5 separate regions of the Mus musculus genome follow, and regions 1, 2, 3 and 5 are each linked to region 4. A link is a contact called in public Hi-C and promoter capture Hi-C data. All regions are on one chromosome and are shown on one strand. Each heading gives the region's core, a stretch centred on a gene start, on an enhancer-like site or on the middle of the called end of the contact. The rest is flanking DNA. Distances are from core to core; before and after follow the strand shown. Region 1 holds the start of Nfkbia (nuclear factor of kappa light polypeptide gene enhancer in B cells inhibitor, alpha). Region 2 holds the start of Snx6 (sorting nexin 6). Region 3 holds the start of Baz1a (bromodomain adjacent to zinc finger domain 1A). Region 4 holds the start of Strn3 (striatin, calmodulin binding protein 3). Region 5 holds the start of Eapp (E2F-associated phosphoprotein).

Evidence for each region. Promoter capture Hi-C pulls out the DNA fragments that hold promoters and counts their contacts. A called contact is a pair of places that touch in the nucleus more often than the background predicts.
Region 1: a Hi-C map of CD4 T cells shows a contact between it and region 4, with 5 times the contacts expected there. The contact joins the promoter of Nfkbia here to the promoter of Strn3 in region 4.
Region 2: a promoter capture Hi-C map of pre-B cells shows a contact between it and region 4. The contact joins the promoter of Snx6 here to the promoter of Strn3 in region 4. A contact is called at or near these places in 3 of 39 promoter capture datasets (cranial neural crest, pre-B cells and second pharyngeal arch cranial neural crest).
Region 3: a contact with region 4 is called in a promoter capture Hi-C map of pre-B cells. The contact joins the promoter of Baz1a here to the promoter of Strn3 in region 4. A contact is called at or near these places in 3 of 39 promoter capture datasets (the C10 cell line, cranial neural crest and pre-B cells).
Region 5: a contact with region 4 is called in a promoter capture Hi-C map of neutrophils, with 3 times the contacts expected there. The contact joins the promoter of Eapp here to the promoter of Strn3 in region 4. A contact is called at or near these places in 13 of 39 promoter capture datasets (the C10 cell line, HPC-7-derived erythroid cells, cranial neural crest and 8 more), 1 of 484 Hi-C or Micro-C datasets (B cells) and 4 of 115 datasets of contacts at active chromatin or transcription factors (cardiomyocytes, embryonic stem cells and stem cell-derived epiblast-like cells).

What each region holds. Positions count from the first base shown.
Region 1 is chr12:55,491,331-55,494,030 of GRCm38.p6, forward strand. Nfkbia (nuclear factor of kappa light polypeptide gene enhancer in B cells inhibitor, alpha) reads right to left here and starts at 1,317. Exons shown (of 6, transcript NM_010907.2): 1 at 970-1,317; 2 at 340-448. The coding sequence starts at 1,196. Gm36634 (a long non-coding RNA gene) reads left to right here and starts at 1,965. Exons shown (of 3, transcript XR_381610.3): 1 at 1,965-2,700.
Region 2 is chr12:54,794,411-54,797,110 of GRCm38.p6, forward strand. It overlaps Snx6 (sorting nexin 6), which reads right to left and starts at 1,252. Exons shown (of 14, transcript NM_026998.3): 1 at 1,238-1,252; 2 at 1,044-1,091. The coding sequence starts at 1,243.
Region 3 is chr12:54,985,056-54,987,755 of GRCm38.p6, forward strand. Baz1a (bromodomain adjacent to zinc finger domain 1A) reads right to left here and starts at 1,281. Exons shown (of 27, transcript NM_013815.2): 1 at 1,107-1,281; 2 at 611-752. The coding sequence starts at 723.
Region 4 is chr12:51,690,660-51,693,359 of GRCm38.p6, forward strand. It overlaps Strn3 (striatin, calmodulin binding protein 3), which reads right to left and starts at 1,255. Exons shown (of 18, transcript NM_052973.2): 1 at 763-1,255. The coding sequence starts at 1,044. It overlaps Ap4s1 (adaptor-related protein complex AP-4, sigma 1), which reads left to right and starts at 307. Exons shown (of 6, transcript NM_021710.4): 1 at 307-655.
Region 5 is chr12:54,694,563-54,697,262 of GRCm38.p6, forward strand. Eapp (E2F-associated phosphoprotein) reads right to left here and starts at 1,332. Exons shown (of 6, transcript NM_025456.4): 1 at 1,149-1,332. The coding sequence starts at 1,222. Gm22513 (a small nuclear RNA gene) reads left to right here and starts at 2,220; the gene lies at 2,220-2,383.

The DNA of each region.
Region 1 (2,700 bases), core at 67-2,566, 3.8 Mb after region 4:
CTACAAATGGAAGAGGAAACAGAAAGGGATAAGCCATGGAGCAAACCCATAGTCTTGAGTTTCCTGAACCCCAGACACCTCCCGCTATGGAATCTGATCCTCCCATTTGTCTCTTAGGAGATCAGGCAAACAGGAGGCCCTAGGTGGGTCATAAAGACCTCACTAAACCCAAGGGATTTTTCTTCTGGTTCTAAGACGTTGGCTGATTTGAATGCAAAAGGCCAAGGCAGATAAGAACTAAGTGACTATTAATTTAGAAACGCTTTGGGGGCGACCGTGCTACATCTGACTCCACCAAGGGGTCAAAGAGGGCACCCGCGGGGCAAGCAAGCAGCGCACCTGCTGCAGGTTGTTCTGGAAGTTGAGGAAGGCCAGGTCTCCCTTCACCTGACCAATGACTTCCATGGTCAGCGGCTTCTCTTCGTGGATGATTGCCAAGTGCAGGAACCTGAGGGATGACAGGGAAACCCCCCGAGGGGTGGTGAGCACACTGCGTGGGGGGGGGGGAGGCGCGGGCTGGAGGTGGGGTTGGAGGGGGGATTGCGCAAGGCCGGGGTTTCTGGAGGCCGCGGCCGCGGTGTTTTCCGCGAGGTTATTATGAGCTGAGTGTTCCTGGCAGCCGCCCAGGGACTTTCCGTGCCCCACCCCCTCCGGGCGGGCGCCGGCCAGACCGGCCCGCCCTCCGCCGCCCGGAACGCCCTGTACTTCCCCTCGCGGCCGCGCGGCGCCCGGCGGCTGCGCGCCACCGCTGCCAGGCCGGGACTTTGCGTCCTCGCCGCCGCTGCCGCCCCGCCCCCCCCGGCCTGCGCTCGGCGACTCCGGGTCCGGGGACAGGGGAGGAGGGGGAGGGGGGAAGACAGGCGGCCCGCCGCAGCCCCGGCGCCCCGCAACCCCGGCGCCCTCGCCGTGCAGAACCCCGAGCGCGCTGCAGGCCCCGCGCGACCCCCACCGGTGCCCGGCGCCACTTACGAGTCTCCGTCCTCCGTGAGCTGCTGCTTCCAGGGCTCGGCGGCCAGCGGCGCCTCCTGCGGCTGCAGGCGGATCTCCCGCAGCTCCTTCACCATTTGCTCGTACTCCTCGTCCTTCATGGAGTCCAGGCCGCTGTCGTGGCGATCGTCCACCAAGCGCTCCTTCTTGAGGCCATCCCGCGGGCCCTCCATGGCCCAGTCCTGGCCGTGCCCAGCTGGCTGAAACATGGCTGTGCGGGGCTGAGCGGGTGCAGGCTGCAGGCTGCTGGCGGCTGGCTGGCGAGGTCTGACTGTTGTGGGCTCGGCAGCGCCGCCGCGGCGCCCTATAAACGCTGGCAGGGGATTTCTCAGGGGCGGGGTCAGGCGCGGGGAATTTCCAAGCCAGTCAGACTAGAAAAAGAACTGGCTCGTCCTCCACTGAGAAGCCTAAACCCAGGGCCGGGGTTCATCGGAGAAACTCCCTGCGATGAGCCACTGGGGTCATGCACAGGGAACTTTTTGATGAGCCCTGAGTGGCTGGAAAGTCCTCCCGACCAGGCCCCCTCCCTCTAGGTACTTCCCTGCAGCCTGCACTCAGTAACCCCAGCCCTCTGCAAGAACCCTTCTTTCCCTGGGGTTTCCCACCGGGCGATTTTGGTTTGGGGTCCCAAGCTGCGCAGCTTCCAAGGACGCAGACCTGCTAGGCTGTTCCTCTTAGCGATTTGCCAGTTTGCAGGTCTTTTCCGGTTTTTGATCTTTTTGAAAACCCAAGAGTGGAAACGCTGGCTAGGTGCAGGGATTCGCTTCTCCTAAATTTCTGCGACGACGGACATATGAGTGGTTCCGGGGCCGGCTGTGTTTTGTCTGTTCCAGGCCCTTTGCAATGCAGGGACATTTGGCTGTCCTTCACTCCTACTCCATGAAGCTGTAAAAACTTTGGCATTAAAACAAACAAAACCACCACCACCACCAACAAAAACCAAGAGCTTGGAGAACCCCTAGATTATTTCCTAGGGGTCAATAATCTTGCCCCCCCCCCCGGGGGAGGGGCAAATCCTAGCTCCGTATGGGAACCACATTTTTCCCCAAGTAATGCAAGCTGTTAATCTTAGTAGAAGTTGTAGTTTCCTTGCAACCGCAACTGTTGCGTTCTTGCTGTCGGAGTTAACTTGTTGCAGAGAATGAAGCCGGAGCTTATTGTGAATGCCTAGCAGAGCAATTGACTTAGTGCCCTAGCCAAGGCTGGCCTCTCAAACATAGCTAAAAAAGTAACTGTGAGGTATCCTGCAGGAGGCTCAAGATAGTCCTAACACAGACCCCATCTGAAACCTGCTGCTTCTATCAGCTTCCTTGCTCCCAAGGGACCGCGGCATTATGGGTAGCTGCTCCCCCAAGAAAGGGATTTGGGCCTGTGAGCCTCTAGTTTAACCGGCAAAAGTACAAATGTTACTTCCACCCCACCCCTACTTAGGGAAAATTAAAGCAACGTGGATCAGAGTTTGTCAGACCAGATCCAGGAGGCCTCTCTAGTTCTGCATAGATTTCTGGTGAGATGTGAATGATCTTTTTCTTAATGAGCCTTATGTCAGCTTTCCTCTCTTTGGAATTCCAGCGCCTCCCCCTGAGTATGCATGTGAAGACACTGAGGGAAAAGATTCAAAATCCAGGAAAAACCAAAAAGCCTCCAGACAGTAAGGGCCAGGTTAAAGTTAAAACTTCCTCAGCGAATTCTCCTTTTCCTCTCAGTGGCAAG
Region 2 (2,700 bases), core at 2-2,501, 3.1 Mb after region 4:
CCAAGTTTCTGGACAAGTGTGAGCTGCTGAGTGATAAAATGGTGACAATGAAACTTTGCTTAGTGGCAGTCATACATTAGTAACAGTGCACCTGTACAAGGCTCTACATGCAATGCTATCTTTCACTAAGACAAATGGAGTGCTGCTGGGGGGATGCAGTGGGAGCGAGAAATGAGACCTTTGAACAAGGGGCAGGAAGCGGGGAGGGGGGAGAGTGGTCAAAGGATACAAACTTTCAGTTTTAAGTTCTGGATACTTAATGTACAGTGGAGTGACTAATAATAATGGATACTTGAAACTCTGCTGAGAGCAGACCAAGTGCTCTCCTCAAAAAAGAAAATGAAGGTACCTGAGTAAGGTCCCGAGTGAGGTCTGTGTTCATTAACTTGACAATGGTAATTATTTCACAACCTCTACACGCATCAAAATATCACGCTGTACATCTTTATATAAATTATTATTTTGTAAGTCATACCTTAACATGAGCTAGAGATGGGAGACAATATCGAGAGAATCCTGAAAAGGATGGGGATTGAGGAATATACTAGAAAAAGTAAAGATACTGAAAGCGACCCGTTCTTTAAAAATCTTTTAGGGCAAAACTGAGATTTGCTGATTGCAAAAAAATCATTACAAAAGAGTAAATTTAGACCAAATCCATACCATTCAGCAGAGAAAGGAGAAACGAGGTTCCAGAAAGCCACAGAAAGATTTTGACGGTACCACCGGGAAGGTCTGAAAATGGGTTTCGTGGCCCAGAGAGTCAAGGATGGGGGCGTTCCAACCCGGCCACCCCACCTGCAGCGGGGCCTGGGAAAAGCAAGCTCAGCACAGGGTTGGATCGCCCACCTAGGGCGAGAAAGCGGCCACGGGACCAGCGGAACCGAGAAGCGCCCGACCCCAGGGACGAAGGGCTGCAGAAGGGCGGGGCGCGCGTCGCGGAGGTCGGGAGGGCGACCCAGGGCGGCAGCGCAGCCTGGACCCCTTCTCGGGCCACGGCGGGGGAGGGACCGAGGGTCGAGACCACAGAAGACACAACTTACTCCGCGGTCTTCCTCCGAGAGGAAGTCGGGGCCGTCATCCAGGCCTTCCTGTGGGGTCGGCGGGCCCAGCACACCGAAGGGGAGGCAGGGAAAGGGGGAGACACAAAGAGAGACATTAGCGCCCAGCCCGCGCCGTCCCCGCGCCCGCCGCCCCCACCGCGCGCCCCGAGTTCGGCGCCGCCGTGAACACCCACCATCATGGCTGCTTCGAGTCCAGGGCTCGCGCAGTCGCACAAGCAAGGCCACGAACCTAGTCGGCCGCGCGGGTGGGGCGGAGGGCGGAGCCGAGCGCCAGCCCCGCCCCCCGCCCGCTCTAGGAGGGGGAGCAGTCCCTGAAGGGGAAAGGACGCAGGGTCCTTTGCTCCAGGTAAGAGGGAGGGTTGGCCCAGAGCGATAGTCGCTGCTCACTGCTGGCGAGCTCAGGCTTGGGAAGGCCCCAGGGCCACCCGGAGAACGGTCCACGTCTCTTGCCCCCGAGGGCCCCTAAAAAACTGTACCAGTACTCCCAGGAAGTCACAGTAAATATTCTTGTCTTTGTATTGAGTTACATGATGATTAATCACCATTAATACCATATTGCCTGTGGAAGTTTCAGGAGCCAAAAGCCTTCACACAATAAGCAGACAGGGGCTATAATCAAGCTTTTACTGCTGGGGAAGTAATAACTACCTCAGTTTGGGGTGCTAATGACCGAGCACTATAAAAACAGAGCCGTTCTCATTACAAGAGTATTCCTTGCCTGTATACTAAGAAACAATCGCCAGACCTGATCTAACTGTCCAGCTGAGTAGCAGGAAAGGAGCATCCACAGATGCTTCAAGAAAATAATCCCTTGGGCCAGCATGTTGGTTTAGCAGTGAGGAAAAGTACTTGCTGCTAAGCCTAGAGGCCTGAGTTCAAGCCCCAGGACTGACCCACAAGGTAGAATGGTACTGCAGATTGTCCTTTCACACACACAAAACCAATAAATAAATAAATTTTATAAAAATAATCATTTCTAACTTACCACACTTCACTTCTACAAAGGATCACTCAAGCAAAGCTGTGTCTCCACTTTTATTTATTTATTTATTTATTTATTTATTTAGAGACAGGGTTTCTCTGTATAGGCCTGGCTGTCCTGGAACTCACTCTGTAGACCAGGCTGGCTTCTGACTCAGAAATCTGCCTGCCTCTGCCTCTGCCTCCCAAGTGCTGGGATTAAAGGCGTGTGCCACCACCGCCCGGACTATTGTGTCTCCACTTAATGACATCATCACTCTCAAGGTCCAAGCCTGGTTTCGACTTGTCCTCTTCAGATCCTTCATCTCCTCATGCCTCACATCCAAACAAATACCACCGTGTCTGCAATTGACTCATTTTCTCCACCTCCCTTCCTACACATATACATGTAAATAACGATCTGCTGGTGTGAATCTTCTCTCCACCCCTGGCCTTACTAGCATCTCAGCCTTCCTGGCTCTGACAATGACACCCTAATTTCAGCCAAGAAGCAGTTACAGAGAGATTCCATTGCCCTTTATCATCAACAAAAAGTCTGAAATGACCAAAGTGCACATGCTGGCCAGCCTCCAGGCTCTCAGCATCTCAAATATCTACTACAGGGCCCATGATGGCAGCCCAGCTCCTCTTAGCTCTTCTCACCCTGCCCCTACCC
Region 3 (2,700 bases), core at 31-2,530, 3.3 Mb after region 4:
GGACCGGAGTTTAGTCACCAAGAAGAGGCGGTGACAGAGCGTGGCTCTCGTCGCACACTCCCAGGCCTAGGCGGCGCGGGACGCGAGGCCGCCGCTCAGGACACCCGTGCCCCAACGCTCCCCGGCCCCGTCCTCCCGGCCGGTGAAGTAACCCCTTTGCCCCCAACGCGGAGCGAGCCTCCACTCCCGCCCCGTCCCCACCTCAGCCCCGGCAGCCTCCCACTACCAAACGTCAGAAGCCACGCGCGACCGCGAAAAACCCAGTCCGGGGCCAGCCCGCTTCCTGCCCTCGGGCTCGGAGAATCCCTCTCCGGGCTGAGGCACCGGGGCGGCGCGCGGGCTGACCCGGCGGGGATCCCGGAACCGGCGGCCGAGCGCGTGCGGCCACGGCGGGGAGGGGCGAGGCGGGGAGTTTCCGCCCGCCCGGGCGAGCGCGGCGGCTCCGAGCGGTCGCCGGCCTCCGCGGGCCCCGCCGCCAGCCGCCCCACGCGGTCACGGCGCGCGGGGGATGGGCGGCCCGGCCACCCGTCACGAGCCCCGGGAGAGAAAGAGGAGACAGACAGACAAAAGGGCGCGGGGGCGGCTGTCCCCGCTGCGCGGCCGGCCTTACTCGTAGTGGCGGAAGATCTCGTTGGTGACTTTACAGTAGAAAACTTCCTCGTCCGGCCGCAGGTCCCCCGGCGGCTTCTGCCTCACGAAAGGCTTTCGGTGAAGCAGCGGCATCTCCCGGCTGCGCGCGTCCGCCCGCGCCCCTAGCAAATTGGAGGGAAAGGAGAAAGCCGGTAAGGTCGGGGAGCGCCGGGGCGGCTCGGCTGCCTTTTGTGTGACAGACGAGTCCGGTCCTCCCCGCCGCCGGGGTGCCCAGTCTGTCGGGCGGCCGCGGCCCCGGCGCGCCCCGCGGGCGCCTCACAATGGGGCGGACGCCCGGCGGCGGGCGGTGCGGCGGCTCCCCCCCCCACCCCCCAGCGCCGCTCCGGGCCGCCGCACCACCGGTCCCGGGACTCGCAACGTGCTCGACGCATCCCCGGGGCTAGGCGGCCACGGAGCCCGGGCGCCGCCGCGCTTTGTTCCCGGTTCCCCGGGACGCCGGCTGGCGAGCCCCTCACCTGCGAGCACTTGCCCGCCGCCGCACCTTCCCACGAGGAACGCCGCGAGGTCCCGGCCCGCCCCGCCCCGGAGTCTCTCCCGGCCGCCGCCGCTCCCGCTGCCACTGCCGGGCTCCGCGCGGGGATCGCGTCCCGCCGGCACTTCCCCGCCTCTCCGCGCTCCCGGGAAGTTTCTGAGCTACTTTCGGCTCTGAAGGAGGAAGAGCTGTGGGGAGGAGCTTTTCGCTTCTCGCTTCTACCTTTTTATTGGCTACTGGATGACTTTTACAGCCTGTCACTGATACAGGAAGAGAGGGCGAAGAGCCTGGGAGAGCTACATTATTAATTAATGGAGCAACCCCTCGTGAGGAATCAGAAGCATCCTCCATGTTTGAGATTATCGGCCAGAAGATCTGGGGAAAGCGCTAGTGTTCCTTAAACACATGGCAGACAAAGTAAAGTCTTCATCTTTTCCAATGGGCCACCAGCGCCCAGCTATTGAGTTGAAAAGGGGATTCCGGCTCCGATTTAAATTGCGTTTTGAAGAAAGGAAGAATAAGAAACGAAATCGCTAAAACCCTCAAAGTATTTTGCATGCGTAATCATCCATCTTGAAAGAAAGAACTTTTTTTGACACCAGTCCTTCTTGATACTTAAAACAATTCAAAGAGTTTGATAGCTCAGGAAAAGACAAAAGTTTGAAATGTCATCTCACTTATATGATCCCCCTACATATTTAAAACTAAACCCAGAATTTTTAAAAAGTATAAGTAACTTATAATCTACAAGTAACTTAAGGTCAATTTTCAGTTCAATTAGAGTCCTAACGATGTTAAATTTACTACCGAGATGTCTCATTAAACAATTTTCCCATATCAGTAATTTTCACAAATGAAACCAAATTTAATTCTTATAAGACTTGGGACTTTTGAATTGAAAAGGATATTCTAAGTTAGAAGTCATTCAGAATGTTCACCAACTTTTAATAATTTTTGCCATCACTCTATTTGCTTATTTGCAAATTAACATGTAAGAATGAGTCTAAAAGTATAACTGAGGAATAGTCTTCCAGTAAAATGTTACTTTTTTTCCTAATTACTAATGCTGTGAAATGATTTTAAAAACTGGGATCTTCTATAACTATTTGTATGTGGGTGGTGGTGTTTAAGACTATTTACCAGTTATGAACTTCTCAAACTACTATGATTATAGAACGAGTAAAATAATACTTGGTGAAAGTCTGTTCTATGGCACTAAAAAGCAGTTAATAGTGTGTGTGCATACACATTTCTGCATGAGCATAGCCACAGAAGCTTACAAGTCTCCCAGTGGCAAGTATATACGTAAGACTGTATGCTTTTCAGAGAAGTACACAGTACACACTTAAAGACTTGGTGTTTTGAAAATTGACCTCCAAATTTCTGAGTTCGAGGCCAGCCTGGTCTACAGAGTGAGTTCCAGGACAGCCAGGGCTATACAGAGAAACCCTGTCCCGAAAAACAAACAAACAAAAAACTTTTAAAAAATTGACCTCCAAATAATATACAGAATAATAGTAAGAATTCTCTAGGAAGTAGTTATTAATAGCACCTACAACAGTCCCCTAAACAAGGGG
Region 4 (2,700 bases), core at 5-2,504:
TGTACTAAGCGATAAGTACGGTCTACTTCAAATTAAGACCAATTCTTTCCGCAGACATTTCCTAAATACTGTACTGACAGCCCAGCTTTGCTTTGCATCAGTAAAAACATGAATATAGTAGGGAACTCTAGAGAAGCCGACTCAAGAGAGAAATATTCAGTTAAAGTGTTGATGAATCAGTAAGCGCTAAAGGAAATCCAAGTGAGTAGAGCGGCATCGCAGGTACTTAAAGGAGTTGAGGATGGGAAGGCAAACTTGTCCGGCCGGCCGCGAGCCATTGTGCGCGGCGGTAGCCCGAAGCGGCGTGGCTGTCAAGGGGCAAGTGCGTACCGAGGCGCGGGGGAGGGGGCAGGACGCCACATCGGAAGGGGGTGCAGGAGCCAGGAGGCAAAGACGCTCATCCCAGGCCCTCTCCGCGTGGCCTCACCCTCAAGGGGACCCACAAGCGCAAACTCAGTGCCTAGCGGGCCCACGCCAGACTCTCGCCCAGAGGCGCTGGGCCCAAACCCCGGAGGCCCAGGAGAGGTGGCTCCGGAGGAGCCCTGCGGACGCCATGCTAAAAGCCAAAATGGCTGCCCCAAGGATGCCCGCAGCGCGCCGCCCGTGAGGAGGGAGCCGGGCGCGCCGTCACCGCTCGCCGGCCGGAGCGGCTCAGGTAGGTCCCCTCCGCCCTTGAGGGCACGGGCCTCAGCCCCGGCCCCACCCCCGCGGCCCGTGGCCCCGGCCCCAGCTCGCAGTCGAGAGGGGTGACGGGTGACGTACCTGCAGCTCGGCCCGCTCCACCTCCCAGTGCGCCCGCTCCATCTCGAAGCGAGCCCACTCGTGCTGGATGTAGTGTAGGATCCCCGGGATCGTGTACTGTTGCGGCCGGGACAGCTCCGGGCCTGCCGGGGGCCCCGCCGCCTCGGCGGCCGGAGGACCCCCGCCGCCCGGCGCTCCGTTCGCTCCCGGCGGCAGGCTCAGGTTCCCCCCGGGTCCCTGCTGCGGCCGGGGAGGGGCTGCCATCCCCTGGCCGCCGCCGCCGCCTCCGGCCAGCTCGTCCATTGTGTGTGGGGCCCCGGCCGGGGCGCAGTGCCAGACGCCGACAGCTGCGGGGAGGGCCGGGACGGTGGCCCCGCGCCGACCGCAGGGCGGGGGGCCGGCCGGGAGACGGCCGGGGAGGGGGTCGTTGCCGTGTGCTTGCCGCGGATCAGAGCAGGGAGCTGCCGGCCGCCGCCATTACGGTACCTCCTCCATCTGCCCGTCTCACTCACTCACTTTGGGGGAGAGGGGGGCCGCGGCGGGAGGAGGAGGAGGGACGGAGGAGGAGGAGGAGGGACGGAGGGCCGCCGCTCGCGCACGGCACGCTGGGTAGAGAACGCCGCTGCAAGCCGCACTCCGGAGAGCCAAAAAGAGTCCGGCCTCACCCCACGCAGGCGCACTGAGGATGGACCGCTCTTCGGGAGGCGGGGAAAGGCCTGGGCCCCGCCCCAACTCGGGCGCCGGGCCCCAGCTTTTCTACGCCTGTGGAATCTGGATGCTGCCTTGACTTTGGGGAAGCGCGTGGGCGTCGGGCTTCCGGGTCGTTTTCCTCACGCACGTATCCTTAGGGGCAGCGTGGGTCTCAGCTGAGGGCCTGGGCTCTGGAGCTGCGTGCAAGGCGTCCTCCGTACTGCCCTGGAATTCCTGACGTTTCTCTAGAATTCCTGGCGTGTTTTGCTCAGTCCCAGAGGGTCGGGCCTCTTTTCTGCCTGTCACTCACTTGACCTCTGGTTTCGTGGCACCAGTCAGTCTGCAGGATTCTGGAGACGTCTACGTTTGGCAAATAGCCCAGATTCTTCCGGACTTTCTCACTGGCTCCTGGGCTTCGTCGCAACCTGCTTCTTTGGTCCCACTTCGGTGCTCCTGGCCGCCCGTTGTAACTTCTTAAGTCTTTATTATTCTGAGATTCTCTGTGTTTGAGCTATTGCTTTTTTTTTTTTTTTTTTTTTTTTTTTTTTTTTTTTCCTGAAGAAGTTGTGATATCTTGAATTCTTGAGAATAGTGGGTTGGATGGCAAACGATAACTTTCAAAGAGACTGATGTTTAGAAGTCAATGAACGCAGATATTGTCATTAGTGGCAGAAATTTTGATCGAAACAAAATGAAAGTATTGTAAATAGAACTTAAGATGAACTAAATCAACACAACGATATCTTTCTTCATCATTAAATGGTTTTAGAATGAAATACTACATACACAAAGGGTCAGTTTTTAGGTGCTATAGTGTGCATTTTTCTGTAAGTTCTTTTTTTGGTTTTTTCGAGACAGGGTTTCTCTGTATAGCCCTGGCTGAACTGGAACTCACTTTGTAGACCAGGCTGGCCTCGAACTCAGAAATCCGCCTGCCTCTGCCACCCGAGTGCTGGGATGAGAGGCGTGCCACCACGCCCGGCTTTCTGTAAGTTGAGGTAACAGCCTGGCTACCGGGCTTGGTGAACCATGTCTTTAATCCCAGCACTCGGGAGGCAGAGGTAGACAACCTGATCTCTGGGTTTCGTTTCAGACCAGCTTGGTCTGCAGAGTTCCCAGACAGCCAGGACAACAGAGAAACCCTGTCTGGAAAAGCCAAAAAAGGAAAGAAGAAGAAGGAAAAAAAAAACAAAAAACCTAATAACCTATGTAACAGCAAATGAAAAGAAAAATACACAGTACTTACAGCTATACAAGAAATAGTATATA
Region 5 (2,700 bases), core at 82-2,581, 3.0 Mb after region 4:
CTTGTCACCAAGCCTCATGACCTGAGTTCAATTTCTGGGACCCACATGGAAGGAGACAAGTTGTAGATTAAGACGCGGAGAAAAAAGCCAGGCGTGAGCTGGGCGTGGTGGCGCAAGCCTTTAATCCCAGCACTCGGGAGGCAGAGGCAGGTGGATTTCTGAGTTCGAGGCCAGCCTGGTCTACAAAGTGAGTTCCAGGACAGCCAGGGCTATAGAGAAACCCTGTCTCAAAAAAAACAAAACAAAAAAAAAAAAAAAAAAAAAAAAACTGCGGGAAAAAGAACAACAAAGCAAAAGCCAGCTGCAAGAAATGCCTTGGACATTTTTTTCTTGTTTTAAGACAAAATCTTACGTAGCCCAGAACCAGCTTTGAACTCTTCACCCTCTGGCCTCCTAAATGATGGGATTATAGGCATACACTACCATGTCTGACTTAATTCATTTAACTTTTAAATTACAGTTTTAAAAATGTTGTGTATAGCCGGGCATGGTGGCGCATGCCTTTGGTCCCAGCACTTGGGGGGCAGAGGCAGGCGGATTTCTGAGTTCGAGGCCAGCCTGCTCTACAGAGTGAGTTCCAGGACAGCCAGGCTATACAGAGAAACCCTGTCTCGAAAAACAAAAGAAAGAAAGAAAGGAAGAAAGGAAGGAAGAAAGAAAGAAAAATGTTGTGTATATGGGCATATGGGTGCTATGGCATGCGTGTGGAGATCATAACTTAAAAAAAAAAAAAAAGCCCATTCCTTTTTTTTTTTTTTTCCATTCTCTATTCCCTAGTTTCTACTTGACAGTCTTCAAGATAAGTACTTCGTGCTAAGGGCCAGGCCCTCACTAGCTTAGGACACTGTCCCATACTTGTATTTCCATTTACAGATGCGAGGCCGAGAACTGACTTGCCTTCGGTCACAGTGCTAGTAAACGGTAAACAGGGTTCCATCTAAGGCTTCACGCCTGGGGGCCCACGTAATTCCGGAACATCCCTCTTCCCGCACTGCTGTCCATCCTGGTTCCCTAGAGACTGAGCAGCGCCATCAAGCGCCCCGAGGCTCCCGCAAGTGAAGCGGACGACACTGCGCCCAGGGACGGCCGGCGCGAACAACACAACGGCCTCAGCCAAGGCAGGGCGGAGACGCGGGGCAGCGGCCCACCTGCTCAGAGCCGGCTCCTCGTCGCTCGGCTCTTCCACCGCGTACGGGTCATAGTCATCCTGGAGTCGGTTCATGGCGACCTGAGGACGCCTACACCGCCCCGGCGTCTGTGTACTCCGCCAGCGCCTTCCCCAAAGCTTCCCGGAGACTCCACTTCCGCCCGTACTGCGAGTCCTTCCTGTGCGCCTGCGCAAGCCGTCCAGTGACAAGGATGCAAGAGACGGGGCGTGCGGAGGGTCAATGTTAACACGTCTCTACGTTTTCTTTTCCGCTGAAAATAGCAGTTGTCTTTGTGCATTTTTCTTCTCGCCGCCGCCGCCGCCGCCACCTCCTCCTCCTCCTCCTCTTAACTTAAGCTTTATTTAGGTTTTGAAAAGGTCTCACTAACCCAGTCTAACCTGTAACCAGTTATGTAGCCCAGGCTGGCTTCGCTCTGCTTACCGTGACCTGCGGAGAGCTGAGATTACAGTTGTATATCACTATCCAGTCAGATTTATTTCTTCAAAGTTGTTATCTTAGCCCTTCTCTCATGGTTTTTATTAGGTTTATTGGCTGTGTGCAAGTAAATAATGTATAATAGACCTACTCAGAAAAACACCACGGAAAAACGATTTTTCTTTTACTAGTTAAACTTAACAAGGGTGGATCTCTTAGAATCCTGTCCTCCGCTAGCAGAAACTGAATTGAGCTAAAAAAAACTTTTTCTTTGCCCAGAGCCTGGGCAGAAGCTTAGGTTTTGAATTCCAGATTCGATTGCCCACTACCAACAAACCCCGCCCCCGCCTCACAGCCTTAGTGGGCGGAGTCGCGTTGAGGGGCCTACAGACGAGTTCCCGCGGCGTCACCACAAAGGCGTGGAATATGTAGATGAGAATTTCACGCAAAGGCTACCGGTTCTCCCTAAATAGACATTTTTTTCCGTTATTGATAATATTTACATAATATAAGCGTATATTTATGGATCAAGGTTAGAAAAGAGAATATAATGTAGAGAAGACGCATTGAGGAAGAGACCGTAGTTATAAAGTAAGTATACAATGATGGAGAGCCTGCACACGGCACTCGCAACTCATACTTACCTGGCAGGGGAGATACCATGATCACGAAGGTGGTTTTCCCAGGGCGAGGCTCATCCATTGCACTCCGGATGTGCTGACCCCTGCGATTTCCCCAAATGCGGGAAACTCGACTGCATAATTTGTGGTAGTGGGGGACTGCGTTCGCGCTCTCCCCTGGCATTTTTGTTGAAAAAATAGAAAACATTTACTTTAGCATTGCGAAAGACTTGCTTTCTACCTGGTGTTTTAGTTTTTTTTTTTTTTTTTTTTTTAAAGATTTATTTATTTATTATATATAAGTACACTGTAGCTGTCTTCAGACACTCCAGAAGAGGGCATCAGATCTCATTACGGGTGGTTGTGAGCCTGGTTGCTGGGATTTGAACTTCGGACCTTCGGAAGAGCAGTCGGGTGCTCTTACCCACTGAGCCATCTCACCAGCCCTAGGTTTATTTTTGAATGATGTGTAAGGTAATTGTCAGTTGAAATAAGTT